Linked DNA regions of Mus musculus: region 2 is linked to region 1. Evidence: chromatin contacts called from public HiChIP or PLAC-seq data. All regions are on one chromosome and are shown on one strand. The core of a region is the stretch at or near the end of the contact, and the rest is flanking DNA. Distances in the headings are between cores, read along the strand shown. Region 1 holds the start of Dync2li1 (dynein cytoplasmic 2 light intermediate chain 1). Region 2 holds the start of Lrpprc (leucine-rich PPR-motif containing).

What was found. HiChIP or PLAC-seq counts read pairs in DNA pulled down with a chosen protein or histone mark.
Region 2: an H3K4me3 HiChIP or PLAC-seq map of embryonic stem cells shows a contact between it and region 1, with 16 read pairs. The contact joins the promoter of Lrpprc here to the promoter of Dync2li1 in region 1. A contact is called at or near these places in 1 of 39 promoter capture datasets (neural stem cells), 2 of 484 Hi-C or Micro-C datasets (embryonic stem cells and regulatory T cells) and 2 of 115 datasets of contacts at active chromatin or transcription factors (embryonic stem cells and memory CD8 T cells).

Annotation. Positions count from the first base shown.
Region 1 is chr17:84,624,697-84,628,094 of GRCm38.p6, reverse strand. It overlaps Dync2li1 (dynein cytoplasmic 2 light intermediate chain 1), which reads right to left and starts at 1,620. Exons shown (of 13, transcript NM_172256.2): 1 at 1,519-1,620. The coding sequence starts at 1,526.
Region 2 is chr17:84,789,377-84,792,570 of GRCm38.p6, reverse strand. Lrpprc (leucine-rich PPR-motif containing) reads left to right here and starts at 1,785. Exons shown (of 38, transcript NM_028233.2): 1 at 1,785-2,206. The coding sequence starts at 2,058.

The DNA of each region.
Region 1 (3,398 bases), core at 371-2,870:
CAGAGCGCCCTAGCATCCATTCCTCTGCTGTGAGCAAACACCGCAACAAGGCAAGGATTTATTTTCCTCATATATCCAGGAGTCACGGTGCGTCGGTAGGTTAAGGCCACAGCAGTTTGCCTCAGCCAGACAGTCACACCCACAGCCAAGAGCAAAGAGAATGACAGCATGCCTATTTGCCCTCTTGGGGTAGGCTAGCTGTCCTCAAGCTCTAGGGACCCGCCTGTCTCCACCCCTCCTCCTAAGTCCCGAGTTTACAGACATGGGTCCCGCACCTTAGGTTTACCAGCTCAGGTCCTCATGCTTGAACATCAAGGACTTTATGCACTGGGCCATCTTCCAGCCCTCACCAAGTATTTGTTGAGCAACTAATGCATGCAAGCCTCTATGCTAATCCTCTAGTTCAAATCTATTGTCTCTGAAATGTCAATAAAAAAAAAAAAGAATATCTGCTTTGGGGGCCACAGTGATTGTTACATTGTCACTGTTCATTTAGTTTTAAACCACAAAAGCTATTGATGGCCTATAATTATTACCAGACTAGAACCTGAATCAGGGCTGGTGATAAAGTCTAAGCCGTTACCGTGCCTGCTCAATTCCCAGAACCCCACAAACAAAACGGGAGTGTTTTAAAATGTCAAAACAGGAAGACAAAGTCAAAATCGAAATCCCGAATGATCTGAACTCTTATTTCACAGGCCGAGGATTCTGCTTGCTCTGTTTACACACCAGTCCCCCAAAATATGGTTCTCTGTTTCTCAAGTACCCAGGGAAAGGAAAGGGTTCTTCAATCTGCCAAAACCCAAACAAAGAAACAAAACCCCCGCACTCACAGTTTCACTACAGTAACCTAAGCTGACTCAATTCCAGCCCGGAACTTCATAAACTCTACCGCAGCTTGTGCCTCTGATCCACAAAGTGGATCATACTGCGCCCTGGTGGACCCTTGGCCCTCTCCCTGACATCTTTGTAGGCCATTCGGAGGGAGGTTCGGGTACTTTAAAGGAACCTGGTAGAGATAAATGTTCAAGTGTATTTCATAAGCCATCAAGACCCCCAACTCTGCGCCTTCAAGGAGATGTTACACTTTCCTCCAAGGTACAGAAGCCCTGTGACACCAGGCAGGGGCCCCTGGGGAGAAGGCTCTGTGGTCTGGTTCACCACCATGCCCTGGCCCGCAACAGCATGTGGCTATCTGAAACACTTCACTGCAATCAGCGAATGGATGGAGTTGAAGATCTTTTCAAGTCGCTTTTTTTTCTAGTTTGTGACAGAATCCTCAAGTTATAGGTCGGGGGGGGGCGGGGAGCGGGGAGGGAGGGAGGGGTTGAGGGGGTTGAGTAGGAGGGTGGGATAGGGATGGAGGGTGGTGACAGCGAGGTACTACTGCTCCGACCAGCTCCGCATCGCCCACAGCGCCAGGGCTGGGTACCTCTGCTCCAACCTTCCGTATCCCTTCCCTATTCTGGTGGGAAAGAGGGCAGGTCGTGAGAGCCCCGCAGGCCGGTTCAGCAATACCTGGGCATGGTGGCTGCGCCGCCCCAGAGTTCCTGGGCTCCGCGTGAGGAACAACCCTGACCCAGGCAGGCTGCAAACACCTAGTTGGGCCAGAGAATGCAGGCTCCTCGGTTGCCATGGCAACGACGTCACGGCCGAGGTTGCGTCCCAAAGAGCAGCCTCATGGGAAGTGTAGTTCTCCACCTTCGGCTTACTTCTCCGTATTCAGCATCAAGCCCTAGGATGCCAGATGATATGGTGAGCATGCTTGTGCATCTGGAATGAAAATGTTGGGGGCTTGAAGGTTTTGTTTGTTTTTGTTTTTGTTTTTAGTTATACGGAGTGCAGACTGCATGCCAGGAGCCTCTGCTCTCTTATCGTTACTTTTTTCCTCTAGTGCCATGATTTGGAAGCTGAAACAATGTTGGGCAGTTACCTAATAAAACATAGGAGGAAAAAATTTCAACTGTTAAAATCAAAACAAGGAACAAGGTGTGCAAACTTTTTGCCCAGTTTTCTCCTCCTCCTCCTCCTCCTCCTCCTCCTCCTCCTCCTTCTTCTTCTTCCCCCTCCCCCTCCCCCTCCCCCTCCCCCTTCTTCTTCTTCTTCTTCTTCTTCTTCTTCTTCTTCTTCTTCTTCTTCGACAGGGTTTCTCTGTGTAGCCCTGGCTGTTCTGGAGCTCACTCTGTAGACCAGGCTGGCCTCGAACTCAGAAATCTGCCTGCCTCTGCCTTCCAAGTGCTGGGATTAAAGGCATGTACCACCACTGCCCAGCTTTGTCCAGTTTTCTGAACATTTGGATGTATGATGTTTTATGAAGCAGTGGATTTATTAATAAGTCAATGAAGTATGTGTTCTCCTACATACTTAATTTGTTTTATGCAGGAGGGCTTATATTTGTTTGAACTTTGTGGGCTCTTTATACATAGGCAGGAATCCCCACAAACTTATATAGAGTATTGCTCTGGGCAATACAGAGTAAGACATGAGATACAAACCCTTTTAAAATAGATGGACACAGCTAATTGTAATCATAACTCAGGGAAAGCAAGCTATTGTAGGAAAGGTACAAAGTGACCACAGCTGAAGCAGTTGACAAAGCATTCATGACAGGCTTGCTATTTGACCTGTTCTGAATGTTGAATAGACCCAGGTCCCAGATCCCTGAATGTCTGAAGGAAATTCTCTCCAAGCCTTTGGGTTCAGTTTCTATGGTGGGACGTATAAGAACATTGGGGTTTGGAATAAGATGAGCTGAGATTCAGTTCCTAGCATGCAGAAGGTTGAATGAATCCAAGGTCTCCTGCAAGCCAGGCAGGTGCCTTGCACCACGAGTTACCACCTCAGCCCTATTGGCAGATTTGAATGTAGAGACAGAAGGAGTATATTCCTGGAAATGAAGCAAAGTGTAGGAAAGAGTCAGGTCAGAAGGTCTGAGGCGAAGGTGTTCAGTGGAGGAAGGACGTTTTCAAAGACAGCCGAACACTCCTCACTCATTGCCCTCTGCGCTCTGGTGCTAGCCAGCCGGTGGCCTGTGAACTCCTGTTACTGTAATGACTTGGGATTCTGGGTTTACAATCTGTTCCTGGGTTTAGCATGCTGTTTAGGAAGTCAGGTAGGTATTAACAACCATTGTGATAACAGTTACGGTGGCTAATGTCATTTCCTAGGCACGACTTGCCAGGTACCTCTTCAAGGCTGTAACTGTTTTGGTTAACCAGGAGAGACGGTTGGAGGAGGGAGTTTGGTAAACGGGAAAGATCAAGGGCAGTGCTTCTCAACCTGTGGGTCGTGACTCCTGTGGGAGGTCAAACGGCCCTTTCACAGGAGTCACATGTCAGATATCCTGCATACCAGACATTCACATCATGGTTCATAACAGATGCAAAGTCAGTTATGAA
Region 2 (3,194 bases), core at 536-3,035, 160 kb before region 1:
CCCCACATACATACCCCACACATAAACCCCACACTCACACACACATACCACACACAAACCTCACACTCACATACACACACCACACTCATAACACACACACACCCACACACACACACATTCACAGACATACTCAGGGTGGGTTTCTCACCTAAAACCCTAACACCAAGGAGGCTTCCCAAAAGCCCGTCCCCAAGGCGACTGATTCTGAGTTCCATCATGCTGACAATTAAGAGCACACTTCACAACCGAGGAGTAGAGTTTTAGGAGTAAACCCTTAGAAAGTCCATCATCATAATTACTTCCACCAACCTCGTTTCACATTTGCATCCAGAGCCCTAGCCTTCCTTGGGTGTGGCAAATGCCTGGACTCTCTGCATTCTGCTGGTAGGTTCGTTTCCCAGCAACCACCACAGCAGCTTGTATCTGTCTCTAACTGCACTCCCAGGACATCTGAAGCCCTCTCCTGACCTTCAAGGGCACCAGGCACACTTGTGGTTACACACATACATGCAGGCAAAACACTCATACACATAATAAAATAAATATATTTTTTTAAAAAAGCAAATGATTTTGCGTCACACCTACACTCAGTGGGACCCAGTGGTGTCATTCACATTCAGGGTGGGTCTTGCCACTTCAACTAATCCAATGTAAAAACTCCCTCACTGGCTTAAAGTCTGGTTTCCAAGGTGATAGTAAATCCTATCAAGATTAATCACCACAGACCGTAACCTACCTTAATCTTTTATTTATATCACAATTCTTATGTTTCTTTAGATGTACGGAATTTTGTCTAAATTGAGATCCCCCCCCCCATGTTGTATTCCCAGCATTCCAAATAGTGCCTGACACAAAATATGTGCTCAATAAATAGTACTAATGCTGAATGAGAGAATGAATTATATTCTATCATAGTGCTCTATAGTAACTCAGAGTAACTTCATCTTGCAGGGCGGTATTAGCTTCTCCAAAAGAAAGCTAAGCCAAGTTAACTCTGAACGTATATCCATTCAATAAATGCTCAAAGCACGAAGTGTCTTCAACTGATCACGAGCTTCCGCCATAAAAGAGGCTGCATTCTCATTCTGGGCACTCTGAAGTTTGTTGGCTAGCAGAAGAAACAGCCACATGGGAAAACTTGCAGAGGGAGAATTTGACTGTTCACTTGGTAGCAGTCAAGGAATAACTAAGTAGAGTGGAAACCTGTTCCCGGGTTCACACGAGTGCACAGGGAACCCTTTCAGTATGCGAGCTCTGTGAGGGCAAGAACTTGTTTTCCTAGCTCCAGACCTATCCTCAGACAATTGCACCACTCACTACCTTAGTTGCTTAGTGCATTAACTGGAAGGAGCGGGGCACTGAGAAAAAGAAACTTCAACCTTGACATTTAAAATTATACGACCTTTATTAGAATCCATTGATTTCATGAAGCGAGGCACTTAGGATGAGTTCTGTATATTTATCTACCCCATCCCCAGTCACACAAATAGCATGTAGCTAACCTGGAGGTCCACAGCCTCCCAGTTCTCTTCGTCAAGCTTTTCTCTGGCCGCCGTTTCTGAGAGCTACGGCAGGAACTACGTCACTGAGCAGCTAGGGCAGCGGCTCGGTAGCAACCGAGGCGCAAGGCTGGAACGTCGTAGGCACCCCGGGATCTGCACGGTCGGCCCTTCCCAGCAACCCTCGGTGTCGCTCCTAGTTGGCCCCCCACAAGCCCTTGCGCGCGCATGGGCGGAGCCGACCTCTAGTGGGCTCTACCAACTTCAAAGTGGAGGGGTGTTGTCGCCAGGCTCGCTGAGAGCCGGGGCGCTGGACAAGGGAACAGGGACACTGTGAACGGAAGACAAAAAACAATGTATAGTAAAACAGAAGGCGGATCCAGGGTATCCCGCGAACTCGGCTTGCCTCTCCCGTGAGCCTTGGCGGGGATCTGCCTCCTCCTCCGCTGGACGCCCTCGGTCCTTAGTTTGTCCCACTAGGGGCGACCGGGTCGTCACGTGCTCCTCCAGGTCCTCTGCAGGAGCGTGCATCCTATCCTGCCTTGGGTACGCTGAGCCATGGCAGCCCTGCTGAGACCCGCGCGTTGGCTGCTCGGGGCCGCGGCGGCCCCGCGCCTCCCGCTGTCCCTGCGCCTCCCTGCGGGCGTCCCGGGCCGGCTGTCCTCCGTCGTCCGGGTCGCGGCTGTTGGTAGCCGGCCGGCTGCAGGGTGAGTACCGGACCCTTCCTCCTGACTGGCTGCGGTGGACGGGCTGGTGTCCTGCTCGTTTGCTCCAATTCCGTGGTCCCGGCTTCTCAGGCATGAGGCCACCCCCTCCCCCATGCTTTGCCAGTGGTTTGGGGTGACAAGGTTGAGAGTCTTGAGAAGGTCATGGTCGAGGGCATGGCTGGCTTCCGGCTTGCTGCTTGAGGTCTCTGCCTGCTCTAGCTTTGGAAAGGCCCGTGAAGCTCAATGGCTTTGGGGGAGTGGATGGGGCTGAGGTGGGGACAGGCGTTGTGCCTTTCCTTAGGAGTACCCTTCCTGGGTGCTCTCGCACGCTGGTGACCAGTAACCTGCTAGTCTGTAGTCTTACGAGGCTTTGGTTTTTCATTTTCTTTTTCTTGGGATTGGGGTTTGAAGTTCTAGTGATCTAGGGATAGTTTAGAACTTGACATTTGATCATGGCCAGTTCGGGTTTTTGCTTGCGTTGTGCTGAGTGGAATTTTCCTTCAGTATTTACACAGATGTCATGGGTTGGAGATTGTCACACTAGAATGGATTAAAGGACGCGTGCAAGGTGCTCTGTTGGGATCTATGTACCTACTGCAAAAACAAGTTAAGTTCCTAGTTAGTGTCATGTATTTTTGTGAGTATATGCCTTTCTGGATTGAGGTTATAGGGAAACAAGTATGTTCACTTAAAGAACATAGATATTCTTGACAACTGATAAAGGAAGGTTGGGTGCTTAGGTTTTAGTACCGGAAAGAAATTGACAGTTGTACACCCCACACTAGAACTTTGGGGTCTAGCAAACAGACTTAGGAAGTATGATCTGGAGTGGGGAGCCATGGACTGAGGGTGCTTTGGCTTATTTGCATTAGGCTATTGGACAAATCACTCAGCAGCCCAGGCCTTAAGTTTCTTTAGGTACACAGGTGGACACCGTATAAGGTTAGGACTATTTCATGAGATACAGGGCTTGATGTATATTATAATA